Regions from separate parts of the Rattus norvegicus genome. Here region 1 is linked to region 2. The links are chromatin contacts, called in public Hi-C maps. All regions are on one chromosome and are shown on one strand. Each heading gives the region's core, a stretch centred on a gene start, on an enhancer-like site or on the middle of the called end of the contact. The rest is flanking DNA. Distances are from core to core; before and after follow the strand shown. Region 1 overlaps LOC134486837 (DAZ-associated protein 2-like). Region 2 overlaps LOC102548743 (a long non-coding RNA gene).

Evidence for each region. Hi-C and Micro-C count contacts between places; a contact is called where the count stands out from the background.
Region 1: a Hi-C map of liver shows a contact between it and region 2, with 5 times the contacts expected there. The contact joins two enhancer-like sites. A contact is called at or near these places in 3 of 12 Hi-C or Micro-C datasets (kidney and liver).

Annotation. Positions count from the first base shown.
Region 1 is chr4:152,575,063-152,580,191 of GRCr8, reverse strand. It overlaps LOC134486837 (DAZ-associated protein 2-like), which reads left to right. Exons shown (of 3, transcript XM_063286975.1): 3 at 1-3,360. The coding sequence starts at 1,711. The coding sequence ends at 2,328. Among named protein-coding and RNA genes, the nearest start is that of Zfp637, 100 kb to the left of the region's middle. Within about 2 kb of position 1,696, at least 3 of the 93 cell types and tissues checked have an H3K27ac peak or open chromatin away from gene starts, as enhancers often do. A contact at or near this core is called in liver, where this site is marked.
Region 2 is chr4:152,186,538-152,191,739 of GRCr8, reverse strand. All of the region lies in intron 3 of LOC102548743 (a long non-coding RNA gene), which reads right to left. Among named protein-coding and RNA genes, the nearest start is that of Cxcl12, 130 kb to the right of the region's middle. Within about 2 kb of position 2,744, at least 5 of the 93 cell types and tissues checked have an H3K27ac peak or open chromatin away from gene starts, as enhancers often do. A contact at or near this core is called in liver, where this site is marked.

The sequences.
Region 1 (5,129 bases), core at 447-2,946, 390 kb before region 2:
GACCTGCCTCCCAGAGCCATCCAATCAGATAAGCTGTCCAAGACCAGGCTCCTGGTAAGCTGGCAAGAGACCTGAATTTTAGAAAACACTTTTTATCAAATTAAAAAAATAATTAAGCCCCCTTCCCCTCCAGTTCCATGGGAGCATATAGCTTTGGTAAAGGTGAGCATGCCTGTATCTGCTGGGCCTCAGAGGTTGTAGAGCTCCTGCCAGAAGCAACTTAGAAGTCCCATTGGTTGCATGATCTTGGTCAGATGAAATGTCTTCTGGCTAGCATGTGTTCTATTTGTTGGCTGTTCCACCCCATTGCAACCCACTTTCAGCCCAGATTTTCTGTGTCAGGAGGGATGGATAGTTGAAAAGGCTTGTCACTCCCCAGCCAAAGCTCACAGGGTGTCTGGAGCCAAAGCTCACAGGGTTGGGGTGGGAGAAGTGGGCTTGGATTTGCTGCAGTTGACAAGGAAATGTTCTCGCTGCAGCACCATCAGACCACTTGCCCTCTGGAGTGAATTCTCGGTGGGAGGGGTGTCAACGAAACTCAGCGTTTTCACCTTAACCTTGTGGATCTTGAATCTGGACACCTCAAGTCCCCCCACTGCCTCATGGGTCCTTGCAGAGCCTAGCAACTACATTCTATAAGGCTCTGGATATGTAAATCCGACCTCTGTTTCTGTAAGAGGAAAATCCACCAGGGCCTGTGTATACTCTGAAGACAAAAGGCCTCTCTTCCACACTAAACAGGACTCAGTTCTTTATATTGTGAAGTGTGAGGAATTCACCCTCAGCTGGGGTTCAGAGGGCTTCCTGGCTGTCAGGCGTCTCCATCACAGGACTGAAGCACACTGCAGATTCACACCTCCGACAATCTCAACCAGATGGGGAAAGGCCTTTCGGGGGGATTTAGCTTCTAGCCTTTCTGCTGTAGCTATACTGTGAAATGCATGCTCTGGGAGCTATTTTAAGGCATAGGGAAATATTCATAGGGCAACACTAAGTTTAAACAGAGAGCCGAGTACCAAACTGCTTTTTCAGGAGGATCTCAGCTTTTGTGGTCTAGATGCATCTGGAATGTTGATGATGGCAAGTTTGCACTGAGTCTTTGTCATCGCCTTTCAAACGTCTGCAATGAGTGTAATTATTGTGTGTAGTCAATATGTAGTCGGTGTCAATGTGTGTGTGAGCGTGCACATGCATGCATATGTGTGTGTGTGCACGTGTGTGTGTGCACATGTGTGTGTGCACATGTGTGTGTGTGTGTGAGGTGAGAGGGTGAGAGAGAGAGGGAGAGAGAGAGAGGAGAGAAATAGACACAGAGACAGACACAGAGTCAAAGATATAGAGAGTCAGAGAGACAAACAGACACAGCGACACAGGAAGAGAGAAGAGCCGGAGCCGGAGCCAGAGCCAGAGCCGGAGCCGGAGCCGGAGCCGGAGCCGGAGCCGGAGCCAGAGCCAGAGCCAGAGCCAGAGCCAGAGCCAGAGCCAGAGCCAGAGCCAGAGCCAGAGCCAGAGTCAGAGCCAGAGCCAGAGCCAGAGCCAGAGCCAGAGCCAGAGCCAAAGGAGTCCATATGGAGGTGAAAACATGTCAGAGCAGGCAGCGGGAACAGAAAACTGGCTCCTTCACACCCAAGGCTGGGCAAACAAATTAGACATGACTGGAGGCTACAGACTTCCAAAGACCTTGTGACGTACTTCCTCTGTTAGGTATCCATGTTCCAGGGCCTGCGAGGGGGCGGGGTTTCCTGGGGCAGTGCTCTCAGGCATCGACTGACGCAGAGTGGACAATCGTCATGTGACACGGAAGTGACTCCGAACAGGAAGAGGTCTAGAAAAATAACTGTCCACGACACCGAGTGGAAGTGGACTTGGAGTCACCATGAACAGCAAAAGGTCAATATCCAACACAGCCTACCTACCCTGTGCAGCCTCCTGAGAATCCAGTATCTCCTCAGACCTCACATCTTCCTCAGACTCCACTCTATACCTGCATACTCAGAGCTCTATCTAAGCTTTGTCTTAAGCTTTGTTCATTCAGGGACTGCCACAGACCCTACCAAGTCAGCTGCAGTTCCTGGCGCCTCATTGTATCTGCCTATGGCCCAGTCCGTGGCTGTTGGGCGTTTAGGCTGTGCGATCCCCATGGCCCATTATCCAGTTGGTCCCATCTATCCACCTGGCTTAGCAGTGCTGGTGGAGGGAGGGTATGATGCAGGTGCCAGATTTAGAGCTGGTACCACCGCCGGTGACATTCCTCCTCCACCTCCGGAATGCCCTCCCAATGCTGCCCAGCTTGCAGTCATGCAGGGAGACAGTCATGACTCCTTGTAACTCAGCGCAAGGGAAACTTCTTCATGGGTGGCTACACCCTTTGGTGAGGAGCCGTGGCCACGCCTGTGCTGGGGAAGACATCACATACCTTCAGTTCTTCTTACAATGTAACTGCTTTAGTCATATGAACCTGAAGTTGCAGTTTAGACACATGTTTTTGGGGTGTCTTTCTGGTGTCGAAACTTTGAGGCATTTTTCAAATTTAATAAGGAACCATGTAAGGGTAGCAGCCCCTCCATAAAGCATTCTAAGAAGGGAGGTGTCCATTCTTCAGATGAATGTGGGTGAAGCAGCCCCAAAACTTAATCTCCTTTAAGTCTCTGGTTTATCTTACTTGTTAATGAAACACATTAGCTGTCTGCCTTTTCCTTCCCATCCTCTGCCTCCACTTGTCCTGCCCCAGTCCTCCACCCCTCCCATCGGTGTCCATGGAATCAGTGGTGCAGGACCGAGAGCCAGTCAGACTCAGTCCCCTGTCTCCCTGCGCCTGTCCTACCTGACATTTTTTAACTCGTCTTTCATAAGGATCCTCTGATGCACCCTGTGCCAGAAGCCTGAACCCAACTGTTCTCAGTGTAAACTGTCCTAGGAAAATTTAAAAAATGACAGGCAGGGAAGAAGATGCGTATCAAAAGCTTGGCTTTAAAACCTAATTGAGGGAGTTTTAGATAAAAAACTAGCTATCACTTCCTGAGTGTCGCATGCAGCCACTTGGGCTCCCAGGAGTTTCCTGAGGTGGATCAGTAGGGTCACATGAACGCCTCATTATGACATAACTTGAGTTCGGCGAGAGCGCTTTAGGATTAATACTTCAGTGATCCTTAATGTATTGATTTGTTTTCCAAGATTGGATTTTATTTTATCTGAGATTTCCGTTCATCTAAATCTTGTGTTCTGTACATGCGATGTTTGACTGTACCATCGACTGTTATGGAAGTTCAGCGTTGTATGTCTCTCTACACTGTGGTGCTCTTAATGTGTGGATTTTTTTATACTAAAAGTGTAGAATAAAGACTATTTTGAAGATTTGAATCAAGTGATGAAGTTGCATTAAAAAAAGTATTCATGTTCCCTAACTTCCACAATCAGCGCCATCAATAGGGAACAAGTGTTCAAATACCCAAGCCTAAGAGGAACAGTGGGCATGGAAACCACCGTAGTAACCCTTCCTCGCAACTTGTTACAATGTTGCATAGTCGGTATGGTGTTGTTATGTTATATGTTATATACATGTTGTTACTATATTTGTTGGTATGTTATTACTAGGTACAGTTCCTGGCTTGCAGTGTGGGTTACTCTGTTCTGTGCTGATCTTTGATAACAAGCTTTTTATTGCACAGTTTACAAAGTGGATTATCTCAGAGACTGCAAATTCCTGAATTAAATTACACATTTTAAGCCTGTAAATCCAGGGTAGCCAAGGACCTAGGAAGGCGATGAAAAGCCCTTTTGCAAAATCTGAAGGAAAGAAAGAAAGAAAGAAAGAAAGAACCTATGGAGTTGAGAAGACAGCTGGTCATATTGAAATCCCCGCCAATCTTTGTTTCACAAAGAGACTGAAGTGCTGGCAGGTGGGCAGGGGTGGGTGGGGCTTGAATGGGGCTCGCAGGTGGAATCCTTTTCCCAGAGGTGTAGTGTCAGCTAAAGCAGAGGGGGCTGGACTGGAGCCAGAGTCTACAGAGGTTTTAAAAAGAAAAACAGGTAATTCTGGCAAGTCAATTAACAGAGGAATGGAGGAGGGGTGCTATGTGGCCACTGTGACCTCAGCTGGCCCAAAGTCCTTTCCTGATGCCCTCCAGATGCCAATTAACCCTGTTCCCCAGAGCAGGGAGCCAGGTGGTCATGTGCTAGAGGTCATTTCCCCTGAACATTTGCAACAGGTTTGTTTAATGCCTGACCTTTCCACCAAGCACTAGACTTCTGCGTCTGCATGTTATGAGGGTATCAGTAATTGTCACAGCTAGCTGACAGGGTCCCTCAATCTATCATGGCAGTTGTAGAGACCACCTTGAGAGGTTGGTGTTCATCAGTGTCATCAGACATTTACTGAACACGTGTGAGTACTGGCAAGGCAGTGCCAGGCTTGGTGTGTTTACCTCCCACTGTGGGACCATAAAGGCGCTGAGGATAGATAATGGGGTCTACTTCATCCATCCCGTGCGTGATCAAAGGGACACCTTTGTTCACATTACAGGTATTCACGGTATCAGAGAGTCCAGTAGAATGAAAACGGAATTCAATCAAATATTTAAATCATGGCGATGTGTGGCCAACCTTTCCCGGGTTGGCAGAAGTCACAGAGGGCTGGAGTGGGGTTCATGGTTTTCTTCTAGCTTCATTCGGGGATGTATGCATGCAGTATCACTCCTCGTCACTGGGTTGTCAAGCCTGCCAATCAGAAGCATTAACCCATGCAGGACAGGACAACTCCAACTCTAAGAGGCACTTAGGTTAATTTGCACAACGTGAGAACCATCTTAAAAACTTCAGGAAGCTAGAAAGGGTTAGTGCTACGATAAACTGCATTTTAGTTTTCATTAAAAAAAGGGGGTATCTGGTAAGAATTTAAGATCCAGCCTCGCCTTTCTCCCATAATTATCTCTGGGGCAAACTTTGTACAAATAGCAGGGGCTCACACTGAGTGTGTGCTCTGAGCATGTGCTCTGTTAGGCATGTCCAACAACTCACTGAGGTCACCAAAGGAACTGTTATGCGCATCCCCTTGGAAACCTGGTGACTTTCAGGTTCCAGTCAGCAAGGGGCATTATGTCAGTCCAGCTCTTCCTGGATCTTTGACATGT
Region 2 (5,202 bases), core at 1,495-3,994:
GTATAAAGAGGAGAGGGAAAAGTGTCTGGGTAGAGTTTATAGCTATCAGAAATAGGCTTCAAAATCAAAATATGCTTCAAAACTTAAAAGCTAAATGCAAACCTTTCTATTCAAAACTCTGAGAGAATTCATTATCACCAGGCTTGCACTAAGGAATAATTATCAACAGCAGAGTTAAAACTGTGTCATATAGGAAGAATATAAATAGAAGAGAACACGAAATGGAAAATACAGATTTACGACTGGATGAAGGGAAAAATGTAAAACGGAACTGTAAAACAATAAGATCAAGTAGTCGATTATGAGTGAAGTCAACTCAAGTTAAAGTCTGGCAAATAAGTGAAATCTATCCTTAGCACGTGAATCAGAAGTGTATATGATTCAGTCTCTATGGAAACCACTAAAAATAGTGAAAAACTATTATGAAAAAGGTACTAGAAGAAAAACTGAATAATTTAAGTTAAACTAAAATAAGTCATGGAAATAGGAAAATTTAAGCATATATTATTCATAAAAGTAGAAAATAACATTAGTGAATGTTAATTGTCCAGTCTACTTAAAAATCAAAACTTGCCATATTTAAAAAAAACATGCACTGAAAATTTGAAGAGTACCATATGGAGCATAAATATATCTTGATCATAACTTATGTAATATACATTCCATCAGTTCTATATGGGCTAAAGATTTAACTGAAATGCCATAGTTTGTAGAAAAGAATTAAGTTCATTTTTTCATAAGAATGAATTAGGAAACATGCCCCAACCAGTATGCACAAATTATGTTTACTTTGTGAAATTTAATTAACTAGACACTCATGACTTTCACATTTGCAAACATATTCTTCAATATCCTGTAGAAACAGAGGAAGTAAGGAGTTAAGGCATTTCATTCTAAATGGGCAAACTGTCTCCACACAGCTAATATAGCCAGATAGCACAAGAAAGCGTAGAAGGTGAGCATCGCTGGGATGAGGATAGTAATCCAGGGAGTGAGTGTTTGGTCTTCTAAGTCTCAGCTTTGAGCCTTGTCATCTACTGTCCTAGTAGGCTGAGAAGCCAAGCAGTACCTTTTCTTGTCTTAGCGATATCCTAGACTTTATGCCTAATCCCTGTCTTTCTTATTGCTTTTCAGTTAGGAGAAGGAGGGCCCTGTCTCCCCTTCAGAGCTGCAGTCATTTACTACAGCCCCTCAGTGCCCACCAACAAAGTGACAAGCCTGGAAATCCGGTGAAGTTAGGCTGCGAGCTCAATGGTTAGAACCTGGTGAAGTTAGGTTGCAATCGACCTTTCTAGGAGTCTGGAGAGGTGACTCGGTGGTTAAAAGCACATACTGCGGGTTGGGGATTTAGCTCAGTGGTAGAGCGCTTGCCTAGGAAGCGCAAGGCCCTGGGTTCGGTCCCCAGCTCCGAAAAAAAGAACCAAAAAAAAAAAAAGCACATAGTGCTCTTGCAGAGGACCCTGGGTTTGGTTACCAGCACCCACATTAGGTGCCTCACAAGTAACTCTAGTTCCAGAGGAACTAAGGTCCTCTTGTGGTTTCTGTAAACATCAGCACGCACATGGTGCACATAAATTCAAGCAAACACACACATAGACAAATCTGTTGAGTGTGGAAAGATGCAAGAGAGAAGCCAAGAGAGAGGTGGTTTAATGGGAACACAGATCCAGTTAGAAATTTAGAAATGATGAGCAGTAGAGGGAGTGTGGTTTTTTTTTTTTGTTTGTTTGTTTTTTGTTTTGTTTTTGGTCAGCCAACTAAAGTGACATAGCAGAAAACTGCCTTCTAAAGCCCCAAGCTCAGGGTTCTCAGTGAAAGCTGTCCCAGACTTCATTAGTGCAACCTCTTCTTACTCTGAACAGAGCTGATTGCAGGAGCTCATGGCTTCCCAAGGTGCAGAAAATATGGAGTATCCGTAGGCCCTAAACAAGTCACCTATACCACCCCTTCTAAGACAGGGGACACTGTGGAAGAGGGTTAGGAACATAAGAGTTCAACAGTAGGCCGGTACAACTACTGTATTCCTTAACTCAATTAACTGTAGTTGCCTACACTGGGCCCATGCAAGACTGCCCCATCAAGTCTCGCCTATACAAGTCAGCCAAGGAGAGGGGGAGGCTCATGAAACTTGAAACTATGTCTATAGATTCTTGGAGAGGGAGAAATCATTGTAGATCTGCTGCTAAGCTGACTGGACTCCAACAGAGAGCTCAAAACTCACAGTCCCACAGATGGTTCAGGTTAGTCTTGGTGGGTCACGAAACCAAATAGATATGAACATGAGTGAGAGGTTTGCGAGCGGCGGTGAGTGTGGACAGGGAGATGGGATGAGGAGTGTAATGTGTGATACTCACATATGTAATTTTGTAAAAGCAGTAACAGCAAAAATACTTTTAAAAAAAGGAGGAGGACTAGTTATCTAGGCTCTCCCTTGGGCGCCTTCCTCCCCTTCTGCTTGTATGTCTGTGTTTCTTAGACGCCTGCTCTAGAGAGAGCTAAACTCCCAAGCAGAGATTTACCGTCACCTTAAAGGGAACCCATGGCCCTGCTAGGACGATTACTAATGGTGTTAAGGGCCAAGGTTCCTCCCATAGAGCACAAGGCAACACTCGGAGCTGGCATCAATAAATACAGGGATTTAAAACACATGGTGGATGGGGTCAAGGCTACATCTTCATCCCAGCCAGAAACATTACGAAATGCTTTTCCAGTGTTTGCGCTGACTCTGAAAAGTTACTGGCCAAAGAGCTCGAGTGTCTGCTGTGTTGGGTGGTCAGTGCTGTCACCTTTGGATACTCAGTGCCACAGTGCTCTAAGACAAACATAGCTTCATTGTCGAGCTCCCAGGGATGGGTGGGAAAGGCCTGAGTCCCCAGAGAGCTCTGTTCACCTCTCCCACACAGTATTCCACAAGGAATCCACTCTGACATTCTCACTAAAGCAGCTTAGCCCAGATTCCTAACATCTGCCCAGCTGTGTGGTCACCATGACCTCTGGATGCCAGTCAGATGGGAAAGTGAAAGGCTACGTGACCTTAAGATAAACAAAGCAAGATGGAGGTAATAGCAAATATTTACCCTAGGAGCTGCATTTGAACTTTGCTCTTGGGTGGAGGTCCAAGTTTGCTAGCACAACCTGACCCTAGCAACCTTGCCCTCGGCTCCGTTTTTGAGATACTCGTGTTGCACAGGTTTCTCACAAGCGCAGTCCGAATCAACAAGTGTTCTTGTGACCCCAGAACTTGCTATTTAGGACTCCTCTAAAAGAAGCCCTAGTGTATCCCTCGGGCAAGTTGGTCATAATTTTGCCTTTGCTGGTTTGGACAGAATCCATTTAGATGCTTTAGCTCTGATGCTCATAATTTAGAAGGATGCGGCAAATGAGAACGGGTCAAGAACATTATAAACCTTGGGAAACTCACACTGTGAGTTGATATGAAGTACAACCCATCTTCTTGATTCATGCAACATGGTGCTGTTTTACTTTGGCTGAGAAGTAGGTAGGATTATCATAACAACAATTATTAGAAAGGAAGGGGAAGGGGGAAGGAGATGGGAAGAGACTAGGAGACAAGACAAAACCAGGATGTGGCTGGTGGGGAAGGAGACAACAAGAGGGGCAGGGAGACAAAAGAATTAAAATGAGGAGGAAGAGGAGGAGGAGGTGAGGAGGAGGAGGAGTGCTGGTGAGATGTTAATCATTTCTCATGGATTATTATGTGTGATAACCTCGTCTTAAAGGTGAGCAGTACATTCCATATTTTCAGAGGGAAGGAAAACTCAGGTCTGGAGAGATTTGATAACTTCCCCCAGGTAGTGTATCCAGGAGCAGTGGGGCTGGGCTGGGCCCAGCAGGACAACAGGACTCCAGACATATGCAAACACTGTGGATTTTCTGTTGTCTGTGATTATGCAGGGTGCCACAGTAAGGAGGGCCCATTGACCCATATTAATGGATTGACAGTGGACAAATTGTTAATAATATGTAGACACCTTTGTCACCTATACCGAAAAGAGGGAGACTCAGTACTCAGAACCCTCAGCCAAAAGGATTTTTTTTCTTTTTTCTTTTGGAGCTGGGGACCGAACCCAGGGCCTTGCGCTTGCTAGACAAGTGCTCTACCACCGAGCTAAATCCCCAACCCCAATAGGATTATTTTTGTTCACTAGTTTTATTGTTGTTCTTCTTGTTGTAAACTTACAGGATAGTATATAAGGCTACAGATACTGTCTTCTATACACTGAATACACTGTACACTATACACAGTCTGAAGGAATTGAAATTCACATCCTGATTCACAATGTACCCCATCAAGTAGTCTATTTGCTTAATAGCTTGTACAATCAAATGTTTGAATCTAGGTTGCAATGAGTTCTGATGCGAATTCTGTCATTGTTTGGCCAGATCTCCTTACTAGAGTCCCTCAGGACATTTGAGTCCTCTCTTACACATAATGGATAATGGCAGATTTGGGCTTGCTTGGTCCTGCAGCAGGATAAAAGGTAAACACAACTCAACCACCATTCAAACAGAAAAGAGAGTTAATCACCAACCTGCTACCAAGTCTCTTGGCACAGTGAAGGAGAGAGGTACTCTTGGTGCATTAAGCACAGGGGACTTGACTTACTTAGACTGGTGGAGAACACAGAGGGAGCAGTGGGGGCAGCTGGAGGAAGGAGGGACGTGGCCACACAATCCATGATTCTGAATACAGAAGCTAGATCTGGTGGCACAGGTCTACAACCCCAGCTAAGTGAGAGGCTAAGGCAGGAGGATCACAAGGAGTTCAAAGCCAGTCTACTTTGTGTAATTCTATCTCAAAAATAAAGAGTAGATGGAGGGGTTGAGGTGTAGTTCCAAGCCTTGAGGTCCTGAATTCATCCTCGTGTCTGGGGAGAAAAGATGAATTAAAGCAAGAGGCGAACAAAGATGACCAGGTGACCCAATGTGGCATTTGGGACATTAGAACTCTGGTGGACTTTTTAGTTTTATCTTTTGAATGGTTTGTTTTTTTGATGTACTATTTGCAGAGCGAAGGGCAGAGTATTCAGTTAATAACTTGTTGGCCTTCTATGTGTTTATATAGTTGGAAGCTTGGCACAGTCCCATGAGACTAATCATGTTTACAGTGGGGTGAAAAGTCCAGGGCTGAGACCTTGGCTTCTGCCCTGGATCCTAGAGGGTGAGGGAGTCACAGGCTAA